Linked DNA regions of Mus musculus: region 2 is linked to region 1. Evidence: chromatin contacts called from public promoter capture Hi-C data. All regions are on one chromosome and are shown on one strand. The core of a region is the stretch at or near the end of the contact, and the rest is flanking DNA. Distances in the headings are between cores, read along the strand shown. Region 1 holds the start of Stpg2 (sperm tail PG rich repeat containing 2). Region 2 overlaps Stpg2 (sperm tail PG rich repeat containing 2).

Region 1 (7,586 bases), core at 1,792-4,291:
ATTATTAAGGGTCTGGAAGTTCTGCCATTGATCATCCACTCATCCCTATGAAGTCCTTGAGGAAAGAATGCTCTCCCAGGAGACAGGCTAGGCAAAGAACACTGTGTACCAAGCTGGTATTTCAGGCACAGGTTCCCTATTACAGGTTTGTGAATGAGCTTGAGGTGGTTGCTCTCCCACCCTCTCAATGGTCAAAAACTTAAGCCAGATAGAAGGCAGGTAACACCCTACCACTTCTATTGCTAATCTAACCCCAAATCTACTCAAGGAAGGGGTAATTTGTGCATTAAAGACAGCAATCAGCCAGAGAAGGATATGACTATGTTCCATTGTCATCTCCTCCATGGGACTTGTGAATCATCTCTCAGAAGGACACTTAACTACCATGTTCCTGAAATGACCCTTTCTTTTCCTAAGACTCTGAGCAATGTGACAAAGAAAACAGGTTGAGATGAGAACATTTAGGTAAGGGCTTTCTAGAGTAACTCATTCTCATATATCATGGGAACAATGGCCAACTAGGTTATCTTTAGAGGAAACCTGCCATCTATAGGACCATTCAGCAGTTCCTTTGCATGCTGGTCATGCAAGGACAAAACAGTCTAGGAAGCCAATGAAATCACTGCTTATGTGGTCTGATTTCCAAAGTCCCTTTCCCTGTGTTCATCAGGTGCAATGAAAAGCACTGTGAGATGCTCTTGCTGCAGCTGGACACTACTGCTGGTGGAAAGGGGACACTCAGCTGCACAGCATCGCTCTGTGCTCCATCCCTCTGTACACTCAATGTTAGCATGGTCACTCTCACCCCTGCCAGCATCCCTGTTGGTAGATTTCGAATAAATCCTTTATCTCACTACCTAGGTATTTTCTTCAATTTCTGGACAAATGGCAAGCTACCCTACTGCTATAGCACAACCAGGCTATCAATGCTATACTCTGGCATGAACATGCTGTCTGAATTGATATATTGGCTTTTATTACCAAGAGCAAATGATATATAAGGAATGTCCAATAGGTTGTTAAAGGAAACATGACTTTTAATGACACAATTTTCCATCCTTTTATCTGTGACTCTTTCTAGTATGTCATTGCACATCCATTCTAGTTCTTCTGAATGGGATCTTGCCAGATATATGAGGCAAAACAAACAAACAAAAAACAAAACAAACAAACAAAAAACCCCCACCAAGAACTCTTATGTTTCCTTTTTTGAGACAGGGATTCTCTGTGTAGTCCTTGCTGTCCTGGAACTCACTTGGTAGACTGGGATGGCCTGGTACTCACAGAGATCTGTTGCCTCTGCCTTCTGGGTGCTAGGATTAAAGGCATGTGTCACCACTTCCCAGCTACTTATGAGTTTTATAAGAATGTAGGAAGCATTAAGGTTAACAAGAAAGTTAAACACTTCATTACAAATAAGTTTCCCAAGTGCTTGTGATATTCTCTTGCCATTCTGTATACCTTGCTTGCCCCTTCTTGGGCTATTCATGACCTACCCAGGGACAGGGGCTTTAGTTTTATTTGTATCCAGGTTAACTTAGAAGAGTAAGAGAACTATATACATTTGCCAATAAGTTCTTTTCAAGTAAGTAATGATCCAGCTGTTTAGTAGAAGACATCAAAAGATTCTTAGGAACCACACACACATACTTTTTGAGTATTCTAACAGAGATGCCACAATTAATTCAGAACTAAGTAGCAAACTAAGAATCACAAAATTTAAATATATTTAAGTTTGTATTGGGGACTGAGGCACTCTAGCTCTTTTGTGGGTAAGGCAGGGCCATGGAAGGATTGCCTAAGCCAGTGGTTCTTTACCTGTGGGTCACAACCCCACTGGCAAACTTCTACCTCCAAAAATACTTACATTGTGCTTCCTAACAGTACCAAAGTTATAAAGTAGCAATGAAAATGATTTTATGGTATGGGGCCACTACAAGTTGAGAAACCGTATTAAAGGGTTGCAGCATTCAGAAGGTTGAGAACCACTGGCCTAAGCCTTTAAGGATGTTTAGAAGCTGTGTGGATTTCTTAATGAAAAAAACCAACCAAACACATAGATGGATTCTGATACTCTCCAGCGCCTGTTGCTGAAGATTCAGTGGATCGATGAGGGTGGCTTGGGCTTTTTCGATGCCTTCACCTTACTTTGTAGACAATGTTGCCATTTATCCGTGTCCAACACCAGAAGCAGTTTTTAGCCCTTGCCCTTGACTTGCTTCAGTAGGCAAGCTTTCCCCTTTTCAGATGTTGCCATTTCTTGTCACCCCCCCACCCCCGCCCCCAACCCTCTGCGTTCCCAGCTTTCCTTTAGAAATCTTGATGGCCTGCAGGTCAGATTCAGTAGTGACTTTATTCAGAGGATGCCTTTTTGACAGGAGTGAAGGGGGACTTTGCTGATCCCAAACCCTGTTTTGGGGTCCCGAGCTTTTCTATTCCACCTGTCCCCGCCTCGCTGCCCCGCCCCCCGGGTCTTTCCAGTCACCCTGATTTACAGGGAAGGCAAATCAAAATCAAATTAATTCGCCTCCTTCTAGTGCGTTTCTAGGGCTTTTCTGCGCAGCGAAGGTATTCTGGGACAGGAAGCAGGTGAGTTGAGGCGGAGCTGAGGTGGAGCTGAGGTGCAGCACCGCCCTGCCTAGCGCAGGGAGCTTCGTCAGACTCTACAAGACATCTCCGAGCTCTGAGCGCTCGACCGGAAATGCTCCGAGGCCGGTGCCGGAAGTGCACCTACAGGCCCGAGTCCTTCCGGCCTCTGCCCTTCCAAGGTTTCCGGGAGGCGGGGAGTGGGCGGAGCCAGAGCCGGAAGTTCAGGCGGCTAAGCCCGGTCTCTGGCGTGACCCGTGAGCGCTGAATTGAACGCTGGCGGGCTGGCGGGCGGGTCCTCTGGCTGCTGTCCTCGCCACTTTACCTCTGTGCCGAGGACCCGAGGGAAAGCTGACGCCGCTGAGCCAGTCAGCACGCAGCTCGCACTCTAGTCCCGCGTGTAGGGACGACGCAGGCCGCCTGTCTAGTTTCCGGTCCCGTGGGCCCCGCCCCTCATCACTATGTATGACCGTGCTCCGCGCTGGCTCGACTGTGCCAACCGCGGCAGCACCGAGGAGCACGTGGGGCCTGGGACCTACCAGGTACCTTTTCCTAAGCAGCAGGCCACAGGTAAGATGCTGATGGCCAGCTTGCGGTGACAGACGGCCCGCCTTCAGCCTGCCCTCAGGTTAAACACAAAGTCAAAAAGGACCACTGTTCAGAAATGTAACACGTCGCAGGTAGAGACGATACTAGAACCAGGATTTTGATTCCTTGGCTCTTGACTGTATGACATAACAAGTTTGTGACTGTATGAAACACAATACTTGCTTTTGCACACACTTTAATCAGATTTATTTACCACGATGTAATTGTTTACATTTCTATTCTGTATTATCACTTACAAATTGGATCCCGTCCCCAATCTCCCCCACTCCCCGGAGTGAAGTTATCTGACCATCCCTGGCTTTATACTGAGACCCTCTTTCTACATTCTGTGAAAAGTTATAGCCTTCAGGGGTGGCCTAGGGACTAATAATTGAAGTAGTTAATTGCTTTTCTTCATTTCTCACCCCCCCCCCCCCCCCCAGTTTGTGAATTAGGTCCAACTTTTAATAAATATTTCTAATTCGGTCTCTGCTTTTAAAGTTCTGGTTTTTGTTTTTGTTTGAGTTTAATACCACCCAAATTCTAGTGGTTTCTTTTGTAAACCTGCATTTTTCAGTAGATATAAAATACCTCCTGCCCCCTTAAAGTTCCAGGAGTGAGTACTCTGTTTACATCCCTGCTCCATTATGGTTAGTTTAAGTTTCTCTGGACATGGTAAAATTCTGTTTGCGTTTCAGATCTCAAATTTTACATCTTTTCAGCATCTGTCCTCAGCATTTTTGGTACCTATGCCAAGTACTGTTGAGATGGTATAAGCATGTATTCCCCAGCATCTTGTGTTTACCAGTGACCATCTGTAATGGGCACACCTATGATGCTTTTGCACACCCATAACTTTTTTTTTTGACCTTTATTTTGGTACAGCTGACCACTTTCTTTGTTGCTTTCTGTCTCATTTTTTTTCCTGCTGTTCAGTACCTGACACATGATTCGGTACTGAAGCAAGGAATCATGTTTTATTTTTCTTTTTTTCCCACTAATCATGCACAGCTAAATTTATAAGATACTTAGCTTTACATCTTGTTCTTGTTGCTTTGCTCATTGTACTCTCTTATTCATATCTGTTACTTCAATCACCATTTATATCCAGCCACTCCCAAGTGAAATTCTTTATAGAGATAGAGGTGGTTTATGTCTCTAAGTTTCCCACAGGCTTAAAGTCTGCGTCGTTGTCAGTCACTTTACAGACATCCTTGCATGGCTGGTCTAAGCTTTAGAACTCTAGCTTACTTTTTTTGCCTGGCCATTTCTCTTGGCCTTTAAGACCATTGGTTAAATGTTCACAATCTCTCAGAAATTCTTCCCCTTTGTTCATAGCTACCCAATTTAATACAATCCAATTTATTTTTTCTCAATTAAATCAGTAGCATGTTGTTTCTGTCTCAGTGTCATAATTTTATCTTTCATTTTGTGTTTAGTAGTATGTTTAAAAAACATACATTATTTGAAAAACAAAAAATATATTTATTTTTGTTAACGGCAGGGTTAAAAAATCTAAACTCATCAATGGTAGTAGAATTCTTTTTTGTTATCACCCCCGGTCTTGTGTTCCATTTAGTCTGATCTTTCCAAACACCTGTACATGCTCCTACACATGACCTACAGTTCAGCCATTCTAACTTGATAATATTCTTAAGATCATTTTTTGTCACTTCTGTTCTTTTGCACCATGTGCCCAGTGTGTTCTATGCTCCTACTCCTCCTGGCTTGCTTCTACTTATTCTTGATATTCAATTGAAATAAAAATCTCTGACTAGTCTTACTTTTCCATCCTTCTGGCTTATGGTAACTTTTTTGGTAGCAGTTTGATTCTAACACACACACACACACACACACAAAAGCTCCACCAAAATGTAAACTACTTGAGAGCAGGGATCATGATGTTTACTCCATTCTTAGTTTTCAACCCAGTAAAACAATATTCTTAGTGAAAAATACCTTGTAGTAACGTATAAACTAGTGGACCACATTAAAAGTTTCTATGGGGTGGGTGAGATGGCTTAATGGGTAAAGTCACTTACTGCCAAATTTGATGACTTGAGCATAATAACTCTTAACATCTTGTAAGATGACTCTTACAAGTTGTCATCTGTCTTCCACATGTACACACACACACACACACACACACACACACACAGAAAGACAGACACACACACACACATAACACCTTCTCCAAAACACTATGGCTTTTGTTACTAAAGGGTAGTATGTAGGATATAGTCAGCCCTGTATACTAACTTAAAGGATTATACTTTGTTCACTTTTGAAGTATGTTTAAAAATTCTGTGCTTGGGAACTCTGAGGAGATTGTGTGTGTGTGTGTGTGTGTGTGTGTGTGTGTGTGTGTGTGTGCGCGCGCGCGTGCATGCTATGCTGTTCAGGGCAACATGTTTATAATTGATAGAACAGGTGTTTCTGAGCATTTTTCTGCTACATTTCTCGATGAGATAATTTAAAAGCAGCTACCATGCTATTTCATGCATGTTTATAATAGGTAATTTACTGAACTGTGCAGAGCTGTCCATCTATTTCAATGAAAGATTAGGTGTATGTTAAGAGTCTGATGTGGAAAGGAAAGATGGAGGGACCTTGTGTAACTTAATTCTTACAGCAAGCCTCACAAGAGGGACAGATCTTGTAGTGTTAGGATATTCTCAACCTAGTGGTCTCCTTTTTCCTCTTTATCTTACTTAGCCAACCCTCCAGTATACTAGCTCCATGTTTTCCTACTTAATATACTAATTGATAGCCTTGGTTTTAGGTCATTTGATCAGGAATAAACTTAAGATTTGTATCCTTAATGGATCAGGACTGAGCTACTGTGTTTTTATGAGTGGGAAAGAGAATGGATATTCAAATTCCACAGGCAAAAAAGAGCTATGTCTTGCTTTTTTTTTTTTTTAACTAATCTGAGAAGGAAGCATATCTTCCTAAAGCAATATTTCCCTAAGGAGAGGTAGCCTAGTCTACCATCTTATCACATGAGAAAACAAGTTCTTTTAAAAATACATGCCTATCCTGGTATTGTGTCGGGAGTATTTCATTACTTTTTAAATGTACTTTCAAAGTGAACAGCACCCAACATTAGCTGTCTATGTGGAATATGTATCAGTCAACTAAACTGGAAAACAGCATCTTCTAGTTATTTTCTTTTGCAGCATTCTTCTTTGAAGGAGTTTTATCTGCCACCAGTGCAGGGTGGAAGGAGATTTATCAGTGGTCCTGTAGATGCACCTATATGTTTATGCTGACAAGAATGATTTTATTGTCCTAGCTAGTCAGAATATAGATAATGCACATACCAGGGAGTGCAGTTGTGACATAGGTTTAGATAATTAATGTATATGTGATTGCTGTGTACACTGGTATCTCTGCAGATGAATGCCTGTTTCAATGACCTTGTTGTTTTATATGTGAAGAACGCCCTTTGCTTTGTGGCTGTCATTGTGGCTGCATAACTTGTCTTTTCATCACATACTGGACACCTTCTTTTGTAGAATGGACTTTTATTGCTTTGTGCCAGTCTGATTTATCTTTTGCTGTCGGCACATCAAACTCAATATATCCCAAACTGAACTCATTCCTTTTAAATCTTTCCTTCTCCCATGCTCTTAATTTCCCTTTTCTGTCAGTTTGATTTATCATTGTAAGGTACCACTTCATATGTCAGCTTATTTATATACCCCACATCAAATTCTACTAATGTGAATTCTCTGGAGCACTCTTCTTTTTGTACCTTAGACATTGGCAGCATAGATAGTATGATAATTGTCTTTACTTAATTTCTCCATCATTTGAAATCAGGTTTTTATCTTTTACTGTACTTTCTTTATTACGCAGGCTCATAGAATACATAATACAGTATACAAAATATCCAGTATTATGAATGACTAACAAAATGTATAATATAGAAAACCAGTTATTCTTTATTGTTGATTGTGAAGAGTATTGCAAGACTACCTTATGCCTGCCAGTGATAAAAGTAACAACACAGAAGGTTTTAAAAAAATATTTTAAAGCTTAGGTCTTTCAGCTAGAGCAATCTCCCAGCTACTCTAACCCCACCAATCCTGCCATTATACTCTGTTATGTGGTCAGTCCTACAACTCTGCTCTGCTCTAGTCCATCCATCCACAGGTAAGGAAGAACAAATACTTACACAATATGAGACAGAGGATGGGCTATAGAAATAACAATACCGAGGACCTGCTAGTATTTCACTCTCTTCCAGTACAGAATTAACAATTGAATATATAGAGACACACCTTCACACACTCTAACAGCAGAGTATTATGGTAGTCACCAAACATCCTGGTTGTATGTAATTAGTCTAGTTTTAGCACTTGAGAGCCAATGTTTGGGGAAAACCAGGTGTGATGGTTTGTATATTC
Region 2 (7,586 bases), core at 3,560-6,059, 40 kb after region 1:
TGGTTGAGTGGACACCAGCTTCTCTGCTGGCTCATTCTTCACAGCGTTAGTTTTCTTCCTCTTGGGAACTCTCCAGTGATTCTTTATGCTGTACCCAGGCATAGACGCCTGATGATATCAGGAAGCATAGTTTGAAGCTCAGACTCCCGACTGTAGCTCCTTACCTGAACAAATACTAAGTCATTTCTATGTGCTAGTGCTGAACTTAGTAACAGAGTAAGAACAAAGCTTGACATTTTTACGTTTGAAGAACATATACCTAGGTTATTGCTCTTACTGTGCTACTCTTCTAATCCGAAAAGTATACCTTCGTATTTTATTATTATTTTTTAATTGTGTTAGTCTGTACTTACCTTTTTTCCTAACAGGATAAGCCCTATAGATTCTTCAAACCTTCACCTTCCTCCTTTGGGCATATTCTTTTGTTGTTTAGCATTTAAAAGAGTAAATATTTTATTTCATGTGTTATGAAAACTGTTTGTTGATTTTGCAATTTGGCAGTTTCGTACATGTGTACAGTATATTCTGATCACTCTTATGGGCACTTCTCATCTCTGTCTTACCCCTGCCAGTGCCCCTCCTTCACTTCTGTCCCTTTCCCAGAGCAGTGGCGTTGATTTTGTTTTGCGGCTCATTTATTTGCCCAGGGCTGTCCCGTGGCCATTGGGCACATAACCTCCCTCCTTCCAGGTTGCTGGTTTCTCTGCTCCCTGATTGCTTTAGCTTAACTAGCAAGAAGGGCAGGCAGGGTTGTGCGCACTGCTCAGTCTGGGTGTGCTTGCCAGCTCTCATCCGCTTCATTTTTCCCAATGTTGACTCACTTCCACCGTCTCCCCATCGCTATGCCATTTGTAAAACGTTGTTTTATCCCCAGCTCACCTGTTTTTCTCTTCACCTTTTCCACGTTGAGCAGCAGGACGGAGTCCTGCATTGTGCTCCTGGCTGCTTCAGCCCTGCAGCTACCATCACTCTCTGCTCTGACTAGGTCGCCTGCATTGCTGTGTATTTTATTTGGAGTTGCTTCTCATCCTGCAGTGGACATTTTCTAGTTATTTCCTTCTGCTTTGGATGTTCGTGAGTTACAATTCTTCCTGGAGATTTTACATGTAACAGAGGGAGGGTTGGACACTCTGACTGGGGAGATGTATTATAATATTCTCTTTGGGAAAGAAGTGGGCATAAGTATCACGCAACAATTCTAGTGTCATAAGCATACATTTATTTCATGGCTGCAAACTCATGTAAAGTTATGAAAAACAAGCTTACTTGTAAAATTTTATACAAATAAAATTAGTGGAAAGTGAGCCAGAGTGGTGAAAGCTCAGAATTCTGAAATTAGCGGCAACTATTCAATAATCTAAAGCCTGTTTTTCTGTTACCTACGTTATTTTAGTCTTTGTGTAGTTAGCAGAGATTTTCAAAAAAAAATGTTGAATGTCTTTGCAGTGCTGTTCAATATGTAGGAAAAACAGCAAGTGTGGTTTACTTAAATATAATTCTATCAATGATTAATGCTGTAAGTTGTAGTGGGTTTATTGGGCCCTGAATGACATTAAATACCCTACATCTGTTTTTTTTCTTTTTTCATTATGTTATAGAGAACTAATTATTAATATGTCCAAGTATAGATGAAGAATATGAAGCTAAGAGAGACTGCGTGGTTTATATTAGGTCATAAAACCAGCGGTGTGATTCTTAGCAGACTGTCTCCCTTTAGCATGTGGAACTATTCACTGCTGTTTTCTTTTTTCTTTAAACTGTCTAATAGCAATGAAAATACATTTTCTCTTGATTCTTAGAGATTGTTATGCACTTTGCCTTGCTGCTTTATGTTATAAGTAGAAAAGGCTATTTTTCTTATTTTAAGCAGAAATTAAAATACCAAGGAATTTTTGGATTTTAAAGACATACATAAGTAGAATATCAGAACACTTTAAAAAAAATTACCTTGATGATGTCAGTTCATGCTGCAAGTATCATGGCCCATTTTCCCCTTGGAGTAGTTTTTCTTAGAGCAATTTTATCACAGTACTCTGAGTTTTAATTTCCTTGCTGTTGTGTGTGTCTGTGTATATGTGTGCATCTGTGTGCACATCTATGCTGATGTCAGAGGACACCTTGTGGGGATCCTTCTCTTCTCCTAGTTGAGTTCTGGGGATGAAACTCAGGCCATCGGGCTCTATATCAAGTACATTCAAGCCCCTGACCTATCTTGGCAGTCCCAGTACTCCATTAAAAAAAACCAAAACCAGTCAACATAAGATATATTTTCATAAGAATTTGAATGTATTGATCCAACCTGTTGATGTTATTAAATCCACTTGAAGCTGAAGCTTTTGGTATAAAAATTATATTTGCTTATAAAATATTTGTGTATTTAAAATTGAAAACTCAAATTCTATCTGGATTTTTGAAAGGAAAAGGAAACTACATTGTGAAAATATTAACATCAAGAGAGAACAAGAGCATAATTATTATACATATGTCCCACGGCTATATGAAGCGATAATATTGCAGGAGGAAAAAAAGGTAAGTTTAAAGGGATATTTCATGAATTTTCTGTGTATGTCTACTATACCTGATGGCTGTGTTACCCAATGGGTTTTGTAGAAGTAGCTACAGTACATGTTCACTCTGCAGTACAGTGGTCACTGGCTCTGCTTGGATACTTTATCATAAAGGAATAAGCAGGAAGCCCATTCCTGCTTTTGTTATTTAAGTATTGGACAGTGATTTTCTTCAAATATCTTTAAATTGACCTAAGTTTTTCTTTAGGAAGAATAATTCTAGTATTAGGAACAGTAATTAGGAATAATACTAGTATTTTAGAAATAATAATTAAGAATACTAGTATTATTAGGAATAGTAATACAGAATAACACTAGTAATATTAGGACTAGTAATTAGGAATAACACTAGTATTATTATTCCTTCCACACCCCTTACTTCCCTTACCCGTGGTTGCTTTTCTGTCGTCCTTTCTCTAGTAAGGTTATGACCTAGATACCTTTAAAAGTCCTGCAATGTCAGTTTACTTAAGTTCTTTCATTGTCTCAAGGGCTTCTTAATTTGTGAATTTTGTTCTTTCTGCTTTTTAAAATAAACCAAGCATAACATTTTGTGTGGTTTTAATTGTAAAAGCAAGATTTTCACTTTTTTTTGTTCCAAATTGTGTCTCTATCCACATAAAACTCATTAAGATGTACTTTCCACTTTTAGATGTATATTGAAAATTTTTTCCCATTTGAAAATTTTAGGTTAATAAAACTCTTATTTTTCCTGTATAATATGTTTTAACCTAAGAGGTAAAGATTGTAGTGCAAAAATTTAAAAAGGGATACATTTAGAGTAAGACTAGCTGACTCTCCATTAGAAAGATCTCGCAACTATTTCAGTAAGATTTTTTTCCTATCCAAGGTTCCCTTGGCTTACATGTTAACCAACAATGAATCATTTACCCAAGATAAAACATCATATAATGTTAGAAAAAGATACATAATCACAACAGTAATGCATTTGTTCTAATAAAATAACAATTATTCTTTAAAAACCAGATAAAATTATTCATGTTGATTGGTAGGTTCTAGTGGATATATGAAGTAATTTTATATTATAGTGTAAAACTGTATTCTGAAACTGAATCTAAAACATGATAAAGCTTTTGTTTTCTGTTAAGGTTTTATTTATCAACAGAACTTATTTATACATATGCATAAGATTTTTGTCATTGAAATACAAATAAATTATTGTCAAAAGTATTTTTCTGACTGCATTGAAGACAGAATCCAAAGTACCATCATGTTAGGCTAATATTCTTTCATTTCACCTCAAACTAGTCCTCAAGATGATGTTTAGTGGCAAATTTTTGGTGTCTATTAAAGTTAACAATTGCATTAAAAATCCTCTTTTTATGATGTTACATTTTCTTAGAGGAGAAAAGTTTATATTAGATGATTTTAAGGTTATAATAAGATTGCCTGTATTATTACACTGCTCACCACAGTCTAAAGTGATTAAAAACACTTTTGAAATAGGTAAAATAACAACACGATGAACTGTAGTCAATAGCAATGGAGTGAATTTTAATTTTTTTGAATATTACCATTTGTGGATTTTTCCTTTGATCATATTCCTGAGTTTGGGATCATGCCTTATTCAGTGTGGTGTTCTTAGTATTTACCGCAGTGCCTAGGATATGGTAAGGACTTGAGTGATAGGTATTGTATAAAAGCGTGATTTCCTCATACTGTCATGTCATTTTATATCATGTAGGACCTTACATTTCTAATAAAATAGTATTGATGTCTTAACTTTGAGTTCACATTTAGAAAAACTGTTTTAACTTACAGTTCTTTCTTTATCTCCAGTTTTGATTTGTTTTTGCATTGTCTTTCACTTATCGTAATTATAAGATATGTGGCAACATATTATCTCATGAATATCATATTGTACATCACTATTTTTTGTTGCACATGGAAAACTCTAGGACATATTGATGGTAATTTTAGAAATTGTATTGTGTCAAGGAAGTGGTTGGCAGAATACTTACATATTTTATTTTAATATATTTTTTAATTTTAAGTTGGGAATTTCCTACAGTATATTTTGATCACATTTGCCTCCAACTCTTCTTTCTAAATCTTTCTAGATTGATTCCCCACTTCCTCATTACTTCTCAACTTCCTGTACTCTCTCTCTAAAAAAACAAAACAAAAGAAAGCCCCGAGTCTGCTTTCTGTTGCCCCAATACTCACAAGCCATTCACTGGAGTGTAGTTGACCACATCCTTAAAGGAAACCGACTCTTCTTCCTTTAGAAACAATCAACTATTAATAGCTTTTCAGTTAAGATAGGGCCTTGTAAGTCCTTTCTCCCCCCATTTTAGACCACTGACTAGCTTGATCCTGTATAGGTTTAAAGCAGGCAACCATGCTTACTGTGAATTCATGAGGGTGCTGTCATGTCTTGGGGATGCTATTTGACCCTGATCTTCTCCAACCTCTGACTCTTATGATCTTTTGTAGACATTGGTATTTGTCTTAGTTAGGGCTTTACAGCTGTGAACAGACACCATGACCAACGCAAGTCTTATAAAAAAAAACAACATTTAATTGGGGCTGACTTCCAGGTTCAGAGGTTCAGCCCATTATCACCAAGGTGGGAGCATGGCAGTAACCAGGCAGGCATAGCTCAGGTACAGCTGAGAGTTCTACATTTTCATCCAAAGGCTGCTAGTGGAAGACTGACTTCCAGGCAACTAGGGTGAGGGTCTTAAGCCCATACCCACAGTGACACACTATTCCAACAAGGCCACACCTTCAAATGGTGCCACTCCCTGGTCCAAGAATATACAAACCATCACAGTATGCTAAAGATCCAAAGTGATCTGAGGAGTTGGCTCAGTGATTAAAGTGCTTGCTATACAAACAAGAGGATCAGAGTCCTTATCCCCAGAACCTATGTAACTGTTGGGTGGGCATGATCTCAGACACCTTGCCTCAAAGAAGAAGGTGGAAAAACAATCACAGAAGATTGCAGGCCCTTGGGCCTCCATTATACTTGAGCGCTTGCACATATGTGAATATTCAAACATGCATGTATGTACATCACACACACACACATGAAAAGAGGAAGAAAAAGAAGAAATAGTTCATTCTATATGAAAAAGAAGAATGGTTTCATAAATAAAGGTCACAAACTTTTTAAATGAAGTACCAGCGAGTACTTAGTTTGGATACGTAATGTATCATAGCTACGCAACTTTATGGTCATATGTAAGGAGCTCTGCTGGTTAATACAGCATATTGGAATTGTCTATGGGTATAACAAGAAGTCATTAGGAGTCAGTTATATACAATATCTATTTTGCGGATTAATCATTGTGGTTTTCCCCTAGGACCTTTAACAAGCCTAGTTTCTGGCCCTAATAAGTAAAGCAGGTGTTAAGATACCTCCTGGGCATCTGTGCCACCATTGCACCAGCGAGCTTACCTTCCTAAACAGGTCGTCACTGTAGCTGACAGAGTTCACAGCTGGGCAAGAATGATGGTCAAAGTTTTGGCGCCACCTAGTGAAATTTACAACCAAAGAAAACACATGGTGGAATTTGTGGCAGAGGATGGCCTAGTCAGTCATCAATGGGAGGAGAGGCCTTTGGTCCTGTGAAGGCTCTATGCCCCAGTATAGGGGAATGCCAGGACCAGGAATGGAAGTGGGTGGGTTGAGAGGCAGTGGTAGGGGGTAGGAGATAGGGGATTTTTAGAAGGAAAACTAGGAAAGGGGATAGATAACATTTGAAATGTAAATAAAGAAAACAATTTTAAAAAATGAAACCAAAAAAAAAAAGTTAAAACTGGAAAAAAAAAAGTTTAACTTCCCTCTCTGTACTGTAGGGCATTTCATCTAAGGTCCCTCCCTTTGAGTCCTGGAGTCTCTCACCTCCCAGGTCTGGTACATTTTGGAGGTTCTCCCCACCTCCTACCTTCTGAGGTTGCCTGTTTCCATTCTTTCTGCTGATCATATTCCCCTCTCCCCCTCCGTGTCCCCTTTCCTAGCTAGGTCCCCCCTTGTGATTGCTTTCTTCTCTCTCTCAAGTGGGATTGAGGCATCCTCACTTGGGCCCTTCGGCTTGTTGACCTTTTTGAGTTCTGTGAACTGTATCTTGGGGTATTCTGTATTATTATTATTTTTTGGTTAATATCTACTTATTAGTGAGTACATACCATGCATGTCCTTTGGGGCCTAAGTTAATATTTTCTGGTTCCATCCATTTGCCTTCCAAACTTAGGATGTCCTCATTCTTAATAGCTGAGTAGTATTCCATTGTGTAAATGTACCACATTTTCTGTATCCATTCTTCTGTTGAAGGACAACTGGGTTCTTTCCACCTTCTGGCTATTATAAATAAGGTTGCTATGCAGTAATGGAGCATTTTTTTATATGTTGGGGCATCTTTTGGGTATATGCCCAGGAGTGGTCTAGCTGGGTCCTCAGAAAATACTATGTCCAATTTTCTGAGGAACCTCTGGATTGATTTCCAGAGTAGTTGTACCAGTTTGCAATCCCACCAGCAATGGAGGATTGTTATTTTTTTCCACATCCTCACCAACATGTGCTGTCACCTGAGGTTTTGAACTTAGCCATTTTGATTGGTGTAAGGTAGAATCTTAGGGTCGTTTTGATTTGCAATTCTTCGATCACTAAGGACTTTGAACATTTCTTTAGGTGCTTCTCAGCTATTCGAGATTCCTCTGTTGTGAATTCTTGGTTTATTTCTATACTCCACTTTTTGATTGGGTTGTTTGGGTTTTTGGTGGTTAGCTTCTTGAGTTCTTTACATATTTTGGATATTAACCCTCTATTGGATGTGGGGTTAGTGAAGATTTTTCTCCCAATCTGTAGGTTGTTGCTTTGTTTATTGACAGTGTCCTTTGCCTTACAGAAGCTTTCCAGTTTCATAAGGGTCTATTTATTAATTTTTTATCAAATATTTTCTTTATTTACATTTCAAATGTTATCCCCTTTCCTAGTTTCCCCCCTGAAAACCCCCTATCCCATCCCCTCCCCCCCTCCTCACCAACCCCTGG

What was found. Promoter capture Hi-C pulls out the DNA fragments that hold promoters and counts their contacts.
Region 2: a promoter capture Hi-C map of pre-B cells shows a contact between it and region 1, with 2.6 times the contacts expected there. The contact joins the enhancer-like site here to the promoter of Stpg2 in region 1. A contact is called at or near these places in 3 of 39 promoter capture datasets (the C10 cell line, macrophages and pre-B cells), 2 of 15 datasets of contacts at CTCF or cohesin (large pre-B cells and pro-B cells), 4 of 484 Hi-C or Micro-C datasets (granulocyte-monocyte progenitors, large pre-B cells, nephron progenitors and 1 more), 2 of 115 datasets of contacts at active chromatin or transcription factors (effector CD8 T cells and memory CD8 T cells) and 2 of 9 other capture datasets (liver and pancreatic islet).

What each region holds. Positions count from the first base shown.
Region 1 is chr3:139,202,852-139,210,437 of GRCm38.p6, forward strand. Stpg2 (sperm tail PG rich repeat containing 2) reads left to right here and starts at 3,042. Exons shown (of 14, transcript NM_198659.2): 1 at 3,042-3,156. The coding sequence starts at 3,048.
Region 2 is chr3:139,240,657-139,248,242 of GRCm38.p6, forward strand. Stpg2 (sperm tail PG rich repeat containing 2) reads left to right here. Exons shown (of 14, transcript NM_198659.2): 6 at 2,418-2,529. Among named protein-coding and RNA genes, the nearest start is that of Stpg2, 39 kb to the left of the region's middle. Within about 2 kb of position 4,810, at least 48 of the 459 cell types and tissues checked have an H3K27ac peak or open chromatin away from gene starts, as enhancers often do. A contact at or near this core is called in effector CD8 T cells, granulocyte-monocyte progenitors, memory CD8 T cells and 2 more, where this site is marked.